Regions from separate parts of the Mus musculus genome. Here all the other regions are linked to region 1. A link is a contact called in public HiChIP or PLAC-seq and promoter capture Hi-C data. All regions are on one chromosome and are shown on one strand. The core of a region is the stretch at or near the end of the contact, and the rest is flanking DNA. Distances in the headings are between cores, read along the strand shown. Region 1 holds the start of Svbp (small vasohibin binding protein). Region 2 has its middle 15 kb from the start of Gm35957. Region 3 holds the start of Tmem125 (transmembrane protein 125). Region 4 overlaps Cfap57 (cilia and flagella associated protein 57).

Evidence for each region. Promoter capture Hi-C pulls out the DNA fragments that hold promoters and counts their contacts. HiChIP or PLAC-seq counts read pairs in DNA pulled down with a chosen protein or histone mark.
Region 2: a contact with region 1 is called in an H3K4me3 HiChIP or PLAC-seq map of bone marrow-derived macrophages, with 4 times the contacts expected there. The contact joins the enhancer-like site here to the promoter of Svbp in region 1. A contact is called at or near these places in 1 of 39 promoter capture datasets (pre-B cells), 3 of 484 Hi-C or Micro-C datasets (CD4 T cells, CD8 T cells and LSK cells) and 2 of 115 datasets of contacts at active chromatin or transcription factors (bone marrow-derived macrophages and memory CD8 T cells).
Region 3: an H3K27ac HiChIP or PLAC-seq map of epiblast stem cells shows a contact between it and region 1, with 5 times the contacts expected there. The contact joins the promoter of Tmem125 here to the promoter of Svbp in region 1. A contact is called at or near these places in 1 of 39 promoter capture datasets (liver), 1 of 115 datasets of contacts at active chromatin or transcription factors (epiblast stem cells) and 1 of 9 other capture datasets (embryonic stem cells).
Region 4: a contact with region 1 is called in a promoter capture Hi-C map of the HPC-7 cell line, with 2.5 times the contacts expected there. The contact joins the enhancer-like site here to the promoter of Svbp in region 1. A contact is called at or near these places in 4 of 39 promoter capture datasets (the HPC-7 cell line, embryonic stem cells and liver), 4 of 115 datasets of contacts at active chromatin or transcription factors (embryonic stem cells, forebrain and stem cell-derived neural progenitor cells) and 1 of 9 other capture datasets (pancreatic islet).

Annotation. Positions count from the first base shown.
Region 1 is chr4:119,193,753-119,197,203 of GRCm38.p6, forward strand. It overlaps Svbp (small vasohibin binding protein), which reads left to right and starts at 1,558. Exons shown (of 3, transcript NM_024462.2): 1 at 1,558-1,734; 2 at 2,120-2,269. The coding sequence starts at 2,156.
Region 2 is chr4:119,736,957-119,740,521 of GRCm38.p6, forward strand. It overlaps a transcript of Hivep3 not described here. Among named protein-coding and RNA genes, the nearest start is that of Gm35957, 15 kb to the left of the region's middle. Within about 2 kb of position 1,640, at least 87 of the 459 cell types and tissues checked have an H3K27ac peak or open chromatin away from gene starts, as enhancers often do. A contact at or near this core is called in CD8 T cells, LSK cells, bone marrow-derived macrophages and 1 more, where this site is marked.
Region 3 is chr4:118,541,381-118,545,122 of GRCm38.p6, forward strand. It overlaps Tmem125 (transmembrane protein 125), which reads right to left and starts at 2,346. Exons shown (of 4, transcript NM_172383.3): 1 at 2,220-2,346; 2 at 1,976-2,119; 3 at 1,221-1,380; 4 at 1-991. The coding sequence starts at 852. The coding sequence ends at 202.
Region 4 is chr4:118,602,838-118,606,243 of GRCm38.p6, forward strand. All of the region lies in intron 6 of Cfap57 (cilia and flagella associated protein 57), which reads right to left. Among named protein-coding and RNA genes, the nearest start is that of Cfap57, 16 kb to the right of the region's middle. Within about 2 kb of position 1,419, at least 3 of the 459 cell types and tissues checked have an H3K27ac peak or open chromatin away from gene starts, as enhancers often do. A contact at or near this core is called in the HPC-7 cell line, where this site is marked.

The DNA of each region.
Region 1 (3,451 bases), core at 308-2,807:
TAAGGGTGACAGAGAGACTAAAAAGCAGGTCTGAATGTGTCTCCAGAGGCCAGTGTCTTCTAAACCCTGTCTAAAATGCTTGTTTAGCACTTACTAGCTGGGTAATCTTGGACTTAACTTTTCCATGCCTGTTCCTGTTTAGAAATCATATTGGTACACATATCTTTATGAGGAACAGGGGACTTAATAATGCAATGGCCTCAGAGTATTGCCTAGAACAGAGGAAGCCCCAAGGGAAGCAGTTATTGTTATTTCTCAGGCTCTTCTCCTCCTTGGCACCTTTCTTGCTAACATAACAAATGAAAATGATAGCTAGAAATTTTAGTTTACACCCTTTTGATTATCCGTGGGGCTGTTTCTCTCCCTCCTTCTCCCTCTACTTCCACCTCTCACACTCTGTGTGTGTGTGTGTGTGTGTGTGTGTGTGTGTTGGCTGATATACTTCTGATTCCTGTGGTGGTTTGAACATGTTTGACTCAGGGAGTGGCACTACTAGGAGATGTGGCCTTGTTGAAGGAAGTGTGTCACTGTGGGGTTGGGGTTCGAGACTATTCTCCTAGCCACGTGGGAGACAGTCTTTTCCTATTTGCCTTCAGAACAAGATGTAGAAAAATGGCTCAGTGGTTAAGAGCACTTGTTGCTCTTGCAGAGGATCTGGTTTTGGTCCCAGCACCCACAACTGCCACAAATGGCAGCTCACAACTGTCTTTAATATCAGTTCCAGGGGATTCTATATCCTCTTCTGGCCTCCAGCACCATGCCTGCCTGCACACTGCCATGCTTCCTGCTATGATGCTAATGGACTGAACCTCAAGACCTGTAAGCCAGCCCCAATTAAATGTTGTCCTTTATAAGAGTTGCTTTCGTCATGGTGTCTTTTCACAGCAATGGAAAACCTAACTGATACAATTTCTGTCCGGCTGAGGGTATAGCTCAGTAATAGAAGGCTTTGCCTAGCACATGCTCTGGGCCCTGAATTTGTTTTGTTTTGTTGAGACAGAGTCTCACTGTGTAGCTTTGGCTGGCCTGGAACTCATTATGTAGACCAGGCTGGCCTCCAACTCATAGAGATGTTTGTGCTTCCCCTTCTCAGTGCTAGGATTAAAGATGTGCACCACCAAACTGGGCTAGGGGCCCTGTATTGATAGATAGATAGATAGATAGATAGATAGATAGATAGATAGATAGATAGATAGATAGATAGATAGATAGACAGATCATTTTTTTCAAAGCTTTCAAAGCATTGTGGTAAACAGGATTCCATTTGATCCTCCTTATAGATCTATAAATCAGGAAGGAAGCAATCAGCAGTCCTGACTTTCTTGATTTAGAACCTGATGCTCAGAATTCCAGTGCTAGCCAATTTCAACCACAGGAATCAGATTCTGCCTTTCAAAGCCTTGCAGTTGTCCCAGAAACTAGAAGCCCGGAAAAGCTTTGGTTACTTGTAAGAATGTCCCTGCCCCAGGCCCCGCCCTCCAGCCCCAGGCCCCGCCCTACTCGCCTCCGATCCCGCCCCTCCCGCTCCGGCCACGCCCAGGTGTGCTCGCTGCGCGGGCGCAGTGGCTCCTGCGGGAGGGGCACCTCAGGCCGCGGCCCCGCCCTCCCCGGCGCGCCCCGCCCAGTCCAAGGGCAGCGGGCTGGGCGCTGCGGTCCCGCGGAAGGGGGGAGCTAGGGTGAACCCCGCGTGGGGGCTTGTCTACGACGTGGCGGAGGCCGTGAGCCCGAGGCCGGGTAAGGAAGCGCACGGACCCCCGAGCCGCCATCTTGCTACGGAGGGGCCGGGCGGGCGAGCGGGCGGGCGGGGCTGGCAGAGGGGGCTGCCGCGGACCGAGTGGCTCGCCCCTCGGCCTCTGAGACCCGGCCCTACCGTACGCCCCCGGGTTGGAGCTGCTTTCTCGGGCCTTCTCATCTGCTGCTCACCCGGGGTTGGTAGGGAAATGGCCAGGAAATGACTACTGTCCCATTGTGCAGGAAACTGAGACTCAGAAGTGAGGAGACTCGACTAGGAACGCACAGCAAGGTGCTGGCAGTGGGACTCCAGGGCACCCTGCCTCACCTGCCAAGCTAGGGAGTTGGGAGAAAGGACTAGCAAGCGGTTCTCTTTTTGTACCATCAGGTCAGAGCTAACCAAGAAGCATTCAGAAGCCAAACCATGGATCCACCTGCCCGGAAAGAAAAATCCAAAGTTAAAGAACCAGCCTTCAGAGTGGAGAAGGCTAAGCAGAAATCTGCCCAGCAGGAGCTGAAGCAAAGACAGAGAGCAGAGGTGAGATGAAGGAGGGAGCTCTGTATGCCTGAGCGAGCTGGAGAGGGTGCTGGAAGAAAAAAAAAAAAAAAAAAAAACCAGCAGAGGAAACTTTACTAGGGGTCCCTGCTTGTCCCAGGCATTGGTCCCCCCAGAGGGAGAGAGTCCAGCCAGGTCCCAAACGGTGAAGCGGAAGCCCAGAGTCACATACCAAGTTAGTGTCAGAATCCCAAGCTGGACCGGGTCTCCAGTTGCCTCCTGGCGCAAAGCTTTTGTGTTAGTGATCTGAGGAATGCATGAAAAGAGAAGAGGGTAGCTATGGGTGGGAGAGGGATCAGGGTGGGAGGAGAAAATGAACAAATGAATGAAGGAGAATGCTTGAAGTGCCAGTGTGACCCGTGACCCGGTACACATGGGCATTTGGTGCAGAGAGTATCTAGTTGGTGAGCGGGATGGAAAAAGCCCTCACTGGAGAAGCCTGACAACCTGAGAATCCATACATATGCGGAAGAAGAGAAGGTCTACATAAAACTGACCTCCACACTTGCTGTGGCACACACACACACACACCACCACCACCACCACCACCACCACCACAGCTACAGCAACAGCAGATTTAAGTGTCTGCTCATGACCGTGTAAAGGCCCAAGCTATGAGCCCACCAGTGTGCTTCTTTGTTCTCTCAACACTTAACAATCATTTAAAGATAAAAGGCTTTAAAATGTTTACATGGCTAAGGAACCACATCCAGACACGAGTATTTTAATATCCAGTATTAGGGAAACGCTTGCTGGTCTTTTCTGCCTCTTTGTTGTGTGTGCTTGTGAGGACATTTAAAGTACAGGAGACACCTGCATATTCAGCTTCTCAGACTGGTAGTGGTTAGTAGTAGTATCGCATTTTCCTAGAATTTTCCTAAGATAAATAAAGCCACATAGAAATGTGACATCTCCTTTGACTGTTTGTCCTATACCTCTTCTCCCTCTCTGTGGCTAAGCCCTTTTGTTTAATGCATTTCCATTCAAATAGATGAATACATTACCTGTGCGAGTATGTTTTGTTTGCATGGCATTTTAGAGATAGTCATACTACTCTTAAGAATCTGTTTTCTTTGTTCTTTATAGTGTCTACATTATAAACATATTTTTAAAAAGATGTGTTTTTCATTATGTGTGTGGTGATATGTGACCATGAGTTCAGGT
Region 2 (3,565 bases), core at 390-2,889, 540 kb after region 1:
ATACTGAACCTGCCTGGACACCTCCTGGGCAAAAAGAGCATCATACATAGATCTACATCAAAGGAGACAGGACTATGGGTTGGGAACCTAGCTTAGTGATAGAATGCTTACCTGGCATGCATGAGGTGCTAAGCTCTATTTCCAGTGCCACAGAAGAGTGATAGAGATATACAGAGTAATCTATATCTTATCACTTCTAACATACACATATGACTATATCCAGTGATATGGAATGGGAAATTTTGATTTGTGTTCTTAAAAGCTAATCTGTTATCAGTTTATAAAAAAGGGGGGAGGGGAGGGATTAAAGGAGAGGTGCTAAGCCAGGGAGACATTAGGAAGCCAAGGCTAGAATCCAGAATGAGGTGATCCAGGCTAAGACAGGTGGTGACATAGGATGGATCCTGGAAGAAATAGACCCCAGATGACAAGCCATATAAACAGCAACTGCCTTCCTATAACAGGACAAACACTCACCAGAGCCACTGACAGAATTGTTCAAGTTCAAGAAACCATTTTGTGTGTGTATCCCCAAAGCTACTGGATGGAATGGGGCTAATGAGAAGCCTCTATAGGAAACAGATCTTCCTTCTTCACAAGAAGGGAGGGTAGCATTTAGCTCGAGTGGGAAACTCCTTCAGTGCAGGCTGTTGTAATTCTTGGCTAAGTCAACACTCATTATTCTAGCCATTCTAGCCTCTGAAGTGTGGAGGTCGCAGAGGGGAGGCCCCGATCCAGAGCAGCAGCCTCACTTCCCCACTTACTGATGGAAGACACAGGCACTCTAGGCACGAAGAGTTGGGGGTGTAAAGGGCGATTATTTTGATGTTGTTGCCCAGAGAAGGGGTGTAAGTCTGACTGTTTTGAAGTGGAACCATTAGAACACGTTGGTATTTCTTTTTCTGTGATTTGGTTGGAGAATGTTCTTGTAGGAACTCTGTTCTCTGGTGACCCTGTTAAACCAGTGCTGGAGAGCCCATGTGCATCCTGTGGGTGCTGGGGAAGTTGCCCACCCCGGCGCTTTTCTTTTCTGCTGAAACTCAAACTGTGTGCTGCTGTGAGAGGCTGGGTGAGATGTTTGAATGACCACACTGACTGGAAAACAGGATAATGTGGGGGAAGCAAATGAGATTTGCACAGGAAACCACAAAGACAGAGAGGATATGGTTGGGAATGCTGAGTTCACTCTTCTCTTGGTACTTTACATATTTCTGGCTTAGAATGCAGCATTTCTTAAATATTCATATTTATAAATTCATAGGTGGAATTATATTGTGTAATTGAACGGGAACAAACTGTATAAATCTCTCTCTCTCTCTTTCTCTCTCCCTCCCTCCCTCTCCCCTTTTCCTCTTTCTCCCTCTTCCCCTCCCTCCCTCCCCCTCTCTCTGCACAAAGACTTTGGTCTTGATTTTTCAATATCTTTTAGGCTGGTGTTTCTCAATAACTTCTGTTTTGTTTTTTTTTTTTAATCCCCTGACCCATTTGGCGCTACCTGGAGACGTGGCTGGTTGTTGTAGCTAGGGTTGGCCTATGTACTTCCTAGCAGTTGGTGGGTAGAGACAAGAGATGCTGTTGACTATTTGTTCTAGGACACACAGCATCATGTCTTTTCTGCCACAGAGAACTGTGCAGCCCAACGTGTCACAGTCGTCAAGGTGGGAAACTTGTCATGATAGATGATTATGCAGATTCTTATCAAGAGCAAGTTGAGGGTCAGGGAAGAAGAAGGGGGAGAAACAGAGAAAGCAAAACTTTCTCTTTGGAGTATCATATCTGACATCCAGAAGGAGACCCAGTTAAGCTGAACTACTCTCTGCCACTGGGAGCTCTCTCAAAAGCTCGATTGCTCAACTCAGTAGTTTGGAACAGGAAGTGGAGGCCCTCGTAGTGGCAGGAAGCTGAAGGGGTGATGATTTGTAGAGGCAGAAGGTTTATATGCTGAGCAGGGCAGCCGGGCCCTACCAGAATGCTTTTGTAAAGTTCTAGGGACGTTTTCAAAGGTTGTCTTGTTGAGGACATTGAATGTGGTGCTGAGAAGACACAGCCTTTGCTCCAGCATTGTGACCTTCTAGAAGGCCATGGGTCTGAAGGCCTGTGTACATTCCAAATCGTCCCAAGAAGACAGCCAACAGCATTTTCAGGTTGCATCTTCTCCCCATGTCTCTTTAACATTCTCTTTTAACTACAGGAAATTTGAAGCATAAATAAAAATAAAGAAAATAGTAAGAGTCTTATCTGTATACTGCCCATCTTCAGTGACTGTCACCTGCAAACTAATTGGGATCTGTATTCCATCCCTGACTGTCCCCTTTTCCTAGTGTTGGGAATCAAACCAAGAGCCTTGCACATACTAGACAAGCTCTCCCACTGAGCTATGTCCCTAGACTATCTAACCCTCCTTTCTCTTAAGTGTGGACATAGAGTAAAAAGCTGCTGGTTTCCTGCTTGGGCAGTCAAGGAGATAAGTGGTTTTGGATGCTTCAGTCTCCCTAGAGGAAAACCGATGATGGACACACCACAATTAGAGGAGCCACGAGGGCTGCCTGTAAAAGGAGTAGGTTAGGTATATCAGGCATGGAGTGAGGGGTGGAGCTTAGCTCTTCTAGGTGAGTGAGCACAAGCCTTCAGAGACAGTTTGTTTCTTTTGAATGAGATGGAGGAGCCTGGATGGAGGAGCACACCTGGAATGCTCTCCTGGCAGAATCCCACATAAGGATCTAGGCACAGAGGCTTGTGTTTCTGGAAACAGCATAGCTACCTCATCTCCTTCCTGCTTCACCCCAGGTGTGCAGGGGTGGTGAGTGCCGAGTGTTCAGGGTCGACTCTGGCTCTCGTCTGGTGGCTTCTTGTGGAGTGGCTCCTCTCTAAAAGCATAAGCTGGAGAGGCAGGCACTTGTTAGTCTGAGAGGCCCTTTGTCCTCTGTCCCTGCATCTGGCAGCAGAGGAAGGCCTCCTTTCCCAGCGTCAGTAGCCTACCCCACACAGTGACAGCCAGCTCTGCCGTTTACTTTCCATTCGAGCTTGCTTGCTTGCTTGCTTGCTTTCCCCGGCAGATTCTCCCTAGCCTGAAGGACCTTGGCATGCCTTTACTTGACCCAGGGTTATGTTGTAATCTACATATAAAAATGGCTTCAAGAGTTGAGAGAGTTCTTGAATAATCATTTAATTAACGTCTATGAATTTTAATTAGCATGGATTTCTACAGACCTCGACCTCCTAGACCAAGTTCATGAGCAGCTATGTTGGTGTGGAGGCCTGGGCCTCTGCAGAGCTGTGATTCCTCTTCTTACTCTGTTTACCGAAAGCATGTATCCTCCCCAGAGGCATCAGCTTGCTATGAACATTCTGTGTAGCTTTTCATGTCTTTCTTGGGGGAAAGTGGCTCTTTGTGTGCATATAGTTTTTAGTGTAGTCTGTGCCAGAGTTACATGCCAGCCTCATTACTTATACTGACGATCTTTCAGATGTCTTCTAGGTGGGAATGAGTGTTCCCATTTCACAGATGAGCAAACCAAGGATCAGCAAGGTTTGAGAAGGCTCCATTGGGGGTAGCACTGGACTT
Region 3 (3,742 bases), core at 1,096-3,595, 650 kb before region 1:
CCATGATACAAACAGCCCCAAGGAGGTATCCCTCACCTTCTCATGGAATGGATATGAGGGTGCACACGAGCTCCTAATCACATATCATGAAATGCCATGGCGGGGGTGGGGGCGACACACATATATGCGTGCACCTGTGAATGTCTGCCACAAGTTCTGGGGATACTGAGGCAGGGCATGGGAAGAAGGGCTCCATCTCTGTCAGATGAGGCTGGCAATGCTGGAGGTGGTCTCATGACGCTGGCCAGAAGACAACTGTCCTGAGATGCTAAAGATGCTACTGTTATCACCGTGGCCATTTTGGGCGGAGAATGCCTCTGTACAGATCGGAGGGCAGTGTCCACTCACACCCACCTGGTACAGTAGCAACCCCAGCAGCAAGACTGAGCCCAAGGAAGCCAAGGTAATGCCCACAGACAGCATGGCAGCCAGTGGCCGTGCCGGGGCCGGGGCAGCAGCCAGCCCAGCCAGGGTCAGGCCAGTGACCAGCAGCACAAAGCCACTGAGCAACACTACAACAGCGTCGGCGCCTCCGCCGCTGCGCAGCAAGGCCACGTGCTGGGCCTGGCGTATGCAGTTCATATCCTGCACGGCAGAGCTCATCAGCTGCTTCACCAGAACCAGCAGGGCCAGCAGACAGAGCACAGTGCCCACGGCTAGTCGCCATTCGCCGGATCGGCTGCTGGTGGAGGACAGCAGCGCCACACCACCGGCCCCACAGCCAGCCACAAGGATCACGGCCACGGAGAAACAGAGCAAGGAGCGACGGGGCTGCTGGGACCACCATAGCTCCACCTGCTCTGCCAGCACATCTGGGGGCAGCCCCCTGCCCACTGAGGCTTGCTGGGACATGGCTTGGTCAGGCAGGGTCAGGACAGAGGATCACTGTCAGGGTTCAGAGGGTGTTTGTCGTGACCCTGTGTCCCCATCACCTGGTTGCCAGCGAGAAGCCCAGTCTCCTCTTCTTAGTCCAGGCTATGGTTACCCTCACCTGCAGGACAGGATCACAAGTTATTTCCCACCCATCTGGCCCTATAGCCTCATCTGGGAGTCTCAGGGAAGGGCCCCAAGAATCTTCCCCGGGGTCCTCAGGACCTATTCCCAAGAGCTACAACCCTAGCACTGCACCTTGCCAAAGCACCTCCCCTGACCCCAACAGAGTTCCCTCCACCACAGAGCTCCCCTTCCCCTTCAGAGAATCCCCTTGCCCAGCTCCTGACCTCTCACACAGGCTGTCTCGGTGGCCTGTTCCATCCAGGCTGTCGGAGGAAGCTGGTGGTGCCACAGTGGATGACAGGACAAACTGTCAGAGATAATGCCTCATTCAGGATCAGACTCACATGGCCTCAGCTGTCACTGCTGGGTCCTGGGTGGGGGAAGCTATGGGAAAGGGAGGCTGGTGACTTAACCCTTCTGGAACCAGCAGGCTGAGCCTGACCCTTCTCTCATAGGGCTGTACCCTTCCTTCTCTGTGGGTCAGGATCTGACCCCTAACACCGTTCTTCCTCTAGTTCCACCCTATCTCCGTCAGGCAAAAGAAGACGCATGCTCCAAGTCTCTCCTTCCAGTGCTGGTCGTCTCTGATGCAACAGGGCCCAACCCAAATTCCTCATCTTACCCTGAACCTGTTCCTCCTGTGTTCCTTTCTCAAGATGCTGTTACCACCCACCCTCCCTCTCGGCCCACTCCGGGGGCTCCTCAGCGCCTTCTGCTTTTGCCAATCCATGGCCCCAGGGGCTGTCTCTTGCCTCTAAACATATCTCTATCCAGTCCTGTTCTCGGCGCTCATCCAGAACCTGCCTGCTCCCCACGGGTCCATCCCCTGCTAAACGGCTCCACGTGTTCTCTAAGGCAGCAAAAGGAGGACTCAGGATTTGAACCGCAGCCTAGTCCTTCCCATCGTGGGAATGTGGGGAGGGATCTAACAGTGTTACTCATTTAACCTGTTCCCTACAAGACAGGCGGCATGACTCACATCAGGTAAAAATAAAGCTAGCACTGCCGGCAAGGAACCCAACTTCCGGCAGCAGGAGAGACCGATCCTGTAGGTGTCAGCTGCGAGTCCAGGAGGGACGGGAGTGGGGCAGGGAAGCCCCAGCTCACCTCTTAGAGGCTTTTTCTGAAAAGTGAGGACAGAGAAGTTAATTCTGAGGAGTGGGAGAAGTCATCTAACATACTCCTTTTAGACTTCCCACGGGGCAAAGGAGCTCAAAACATACTTTTTTGAGCCAGAGAGACTCGGGGTGAATCAGAACCCACATGGACCACACTGCCGAGACCACGTTTTTACTCCAACGAGACAGAGTAGGGGACCGCTCTGCCCTTTGCAGAGAGGTTGCCTGGCACGCAAGGTGGGTGGGGTAAATGCCCACGCCCCAAGGGTGGTTGGGGGAGGGACCGTGGGCGGAGTCTGTCCCAGCATTCCTCAGGACTGTGGCTTGCTCATCTGAAGGTGCTGACACCGTCTATTGGGGAACGACCCCAGCGTGGGTGGAGGTTCCCGGTAGTAGAACCCGTGAAAAAGGTGGGGGTGGGGCGTATGGGGCACTCACGGGACGCCTGGCTGTGCTGAATCCGATTTGAGCAGGCAGGACCCAGCAGGTTGGGCGCTCTAGGTCTGTTTCCGGGGAGACGCTTCACCTGCCTAACCTGCACCCAGGTGAGCTGGAAGGAGGGGGGGATTAACAGGTGCTGTTTCCAGGGCAGGGCCTGAGCCAATTGGCTGACGTGGCCCTGCGACTTCAGTGGGGCTGAGACATTCCTGGGAAGGGAGGGGCTTCTGTCCGCTGCTGGTAGGTCTGAAACACAATATGCAGATTGGGTCAGCAGGAGGAAAGAATGCTGGCCCTCTGCCCCAGTCTGAGCCCTAGCCCACCCCACAACTCCAACTTAATTTTACCTTCAGCCCCTCCCCGAAGATCTACAGCCAGGCCTGCAATCTTTGCACCCTGAGAGGCTGAGGCAGGAGGAGAGCCAGTAGGAGGTTCCAACTGGCCTGAAACCTCCTCATTCCAGCTGATTCTGGACTTTAGTTCTGAATCCCACTGTATCCTCAGCCCCAGCGTCCAGCATCAGCGATACCCCAAACCTAGCTCCAGCTCTGTCTTAGGCTTTCCCCCAATAAGCCCTTTGTTTATTTTCCTTGAGGCCTCAAGTGAGTGGCAGGATTAGCCTGCCCCATGAGTGGGTAGAGGCCTTTCAGGTAGACAGCTGGAGCTGGACAGTTGGATAAGTTTCACAACTCTTGACAAGGCAAAAGAAGCCCTTGCCCTTCAGCTGGACTGTCCCCCACCTACCTCCGGCCTCTCTCTGGCCGAGTCTGGCCAACTTGAATCATTGAGCTGAAATGCCTTGGCTGATCTGGCTGATCCGACTGCACTCACGACCCGTGTTTCTTCCATATTCATTCGCAACAGATCTTTAGTTAGTTAGCTTTCACCCCTGACCCAGAGGTGTATCCCCAGCCACTGCAGGGATAAGTACTAGTTTACTAACCACCATGACCTCAGCAGCCAGCGGTAGCCTGTACGCGTAGGGTAATCGATAAATGTTTGTTGAGTGGCTGGCTAAATAAAAGTGTGAACTGACTGACGGTGTGACTATTTTGACCTTTGAGCTTTTGGGATGAAACCAGAAGGACAAGTTGGGCCCAGGCTGTGTGGTCCTGGAGGGCCTCAGGGATGCATTTGGACAATGCTGGGTGTCCACAGGGGTGTTCAAGGTGGAACCGGGATATGGTTCA
Region 4 (3,406 bases), core at 169-2,668, 590 kb before region 1:
TAAACTGTACCATCCAACTGTGAGCCCAAACAACTCCTTCCTCACCTAATTTGCTTCCTATCAGGTATGTGGTCACACTGGCAAGCAACTAAAATACAGATGCCAGCCCAACGACACCAGTAATAGCAGTAAATGGGAGTGGCCGGTGAGCAAGACCCAGGCTAGGAGCATGCTCAGTGGTGGAGCATGTGTGAAGACCTGGGTCCAGTCCCTACCAGCTTCAAACCTAAACAGATGTAAAAGTCCTGATCTCGAGCTTTGTATGGGAAGTTGTGGAGAGCCTTGCCGTGAGCAATCGCCATTATAAGATGGCGCTGGCTTCCACTGCGCCTAACTAGTAAACAAGTCTTATGCGCAAGTGCAAGAGTGAATTCATGCCTAGTCACTGCCCATCTCAGGGCGTAGTAATGGGGTGATGGGTGAGCAACTAATCAGGTGCTGTCTCGCCACATCAGGTGCTGAAACGTCACGCTGCGGGCTATATAAGTAGCGCCATTTTCTGGGTTAGGGGTCTTCCTGAGAAGTAAGCAATAAAAGCTTTGCCGTAGAAGGATCCGGTTGTCCAAGTGAATTCTTGCCGGCGAGATACTAGCTCGAGCGAGAGGAAGTATATTTTAGAATGAAAGCGCAAAGGTATTGGAAAGGATTTAAAAAGATGAATCATGCAAACAGAAACCACGGGAATGCTGGACTCACCACAGTAATATCAGACAAAATAGATTTCAAAACAGAATACCAGTAGGCACAGCGCTGCATCTTATGACGATGAAAGGGTCAATCCATCAGGGAGGTGGCATGTTATAAACACATGCGTGTTTAACAGCACAGCACCAAGGCATGATGTAAAAAAACTTCCCTGGGGGTGGGGGTGGCAGAGGGGGCAGGCGACAGGTACTTCAACTCCAAGAGCTGAAGATTTCAACAGCCTACTTCCCATACAGGTTAAGACAAACAGAAGGTAACAAGAAGTTGAAGACGTGAACATCGACAGATAGGCAGTCAGACAGACATACATCAGTTGAACATCCAACCCAGAAATAGCAGATTGATTAAGACTCCAGAAACAAACCCAGGTGCCGACGGAGTTTGCCCAAGGTGTTAAGACTTTAAGACCATCTAAACAGAGGCAGAATAGTCCTTTGACAAACAGTGCCAGTTTAATTGCACATCTACATGTGCAAGGATACAGCTTAGTCCTGTTTTAGGGTTTCTATTGCTGTGAGGAGATGCCACGACACAGAAACTCTTGTAAAGGAAAAGAACTTAATTGGGGCTGCCTTAGTTCAGAAGTTTACACTGACCTCATGACAGGAAGCTGGGCAGCATGCAGGCAGACACGGGGCTGGAGAGGTAGCTGAGCAGTCTACATCTGGATCGGCAGGCAGCAGGAAGAACGAGTGACACTGGGCCTGGCTTCTGGAAACCCAAGCCCACCCACAGTGACTCACTTCCTCCAATAAGGCCACACATACTCCACCAAGGCCACACCTCCTGATATAGTGCCATTCTCTGTGAGCCTTTGGGGGCCATTTTTATTTGAGCCACCCCAGGTCCCACACTCCATGTCACACACACAAACTCAAAATGGATCAGAAGAATTAAATCTAAGAGCTAATACTATAAAACTCTTAAGCACAGGGTTAAATTTTCATTGCCCGAAGCTGTGGTGATGGATCCTTAAACATATGCTAATAAGGACAACGTCTAGAAGAGAAGTAGAGCAGTTGGACTTCATCAGAATAGGAGCTCTTAGGAACTACCACGAAAGTGAGAGGATTCTAGATATGATGGTGCACACCAAAAACTTGGTGCACTTGGGAGGCTGAGGCATGGGTCCACAGTCATGTCTATGATGCACAACTTGTAGAGTCCAATAGTAAAAAGACAGCACAGGATTAAGAGATATATTGGATATAGATAGATCTGACTGGAATTTCTTCCAAGAAGATGGACAGATGGGGAAAAAGCACCTGAAGAGATGCTGGTATGATGGCCATCAGGGAAATATAAATTGAAACCATGATGGTGAGATACCACTGTGCAACTTCTGAGATGGCTGTAATCAAAAAGTCAGATCATCACAAGTGTCCGTAAGGATAAAGAGAAGCCTGAACCCTCACAATACCGCCTCTTGGAACTTAACCACTTTCTCAAATGCCCAACATGGAGTTACCAAGTGTGGTGGTTTGAAAGAAAATGGTCTCCATAGGCCTACTGGGAATGGCACTATTAGGGGGTGTGTCCTTGGAGTGAGTGGGTGTAGCCTTGTTGGAGGAGGTGTATGACTAAGGGGTGGGTTTTGAGGGCTCAGAAATTCAAATCAGTTCCCTTCCTGCTGTCTGTGGATCAAGATGTAGAACTCTCAGCTCCTTCTCCAGCACCATGTCTGCTGTACACTGCCATGCTTCCTGCCATGTTGATAATGGACTAAACCTCTGAACTGTAAGCCAGACCCTGTGAAATTCTTTCCTTTACTAGAGTTGCGGTATCTCTTCACAGCAATAAAACCCTAATGAAGACATCAGGTAACCCAGCATTTCCACTATTAGGAAGAGAGATAAAAATCTATGCCCAAACAAAAACTGGTATTGAAATGTTCACAGCAATTATATTCATAAAATAAAAAAAATAGAGATAACTTGAATGACCCAAATTGATTTACAGATAAACAAAATGTGGTATATTAGAACAATATACTGGAATATTATTTGGCCATGGAAAGGTTATGAAGTACTGATACATGCTAGAGAGTAGATGAGCCTTTATGATAGCTTGCTATATCAAAGAAGCCAGTCATCAAAGTCCACATATATAAAGTACCCAGAAAAAGCAAATCTATAATCTATGAAATAGATTATCATTTGCTTAGGATTGAGGTGGGAGGGAGCATGAGGGAATGACAGTTAAAAGGTATGAGTTATTTTCCCTATGAGGTGATGACTATATTCCATAATTATCTGCAGTGCTGGGTTTTCAACTCTGAATAACAAGGCTGCTTACTGTAAACCACTGGGCTGGAGGTGTAGCTCAGTTGGTAGAGTGCGTGCCTAGCCTGCACATGAATCCCTAACATGGTATGAATGGGGAAAGGCGATGAGGGAGAAGCATGAGGGTCGGAAGTTCAAGGTCATTCTTAGCTATTAGGGCTACATAAATCCCTGTCTCAATAGCAATGATTCCCCTACACCCCCTTCCCCAGTATGACTTAAAAAGATATGTTAAAATCCCTGACTGACTTTATATGTTTGAATCCATGCTGCCAGGGGGCACAGGTCTGAAACATCTCTTATTGATGAAGTGTGCAGCGAATAGTGAGAGCTTTGTTAAGTTGCCTGGAGTGTTTTATGGTGGTCTCCTTTGCAATTCCAAAACAAGCCAAAAGGGCAACCACAGAGATTTTTGTATC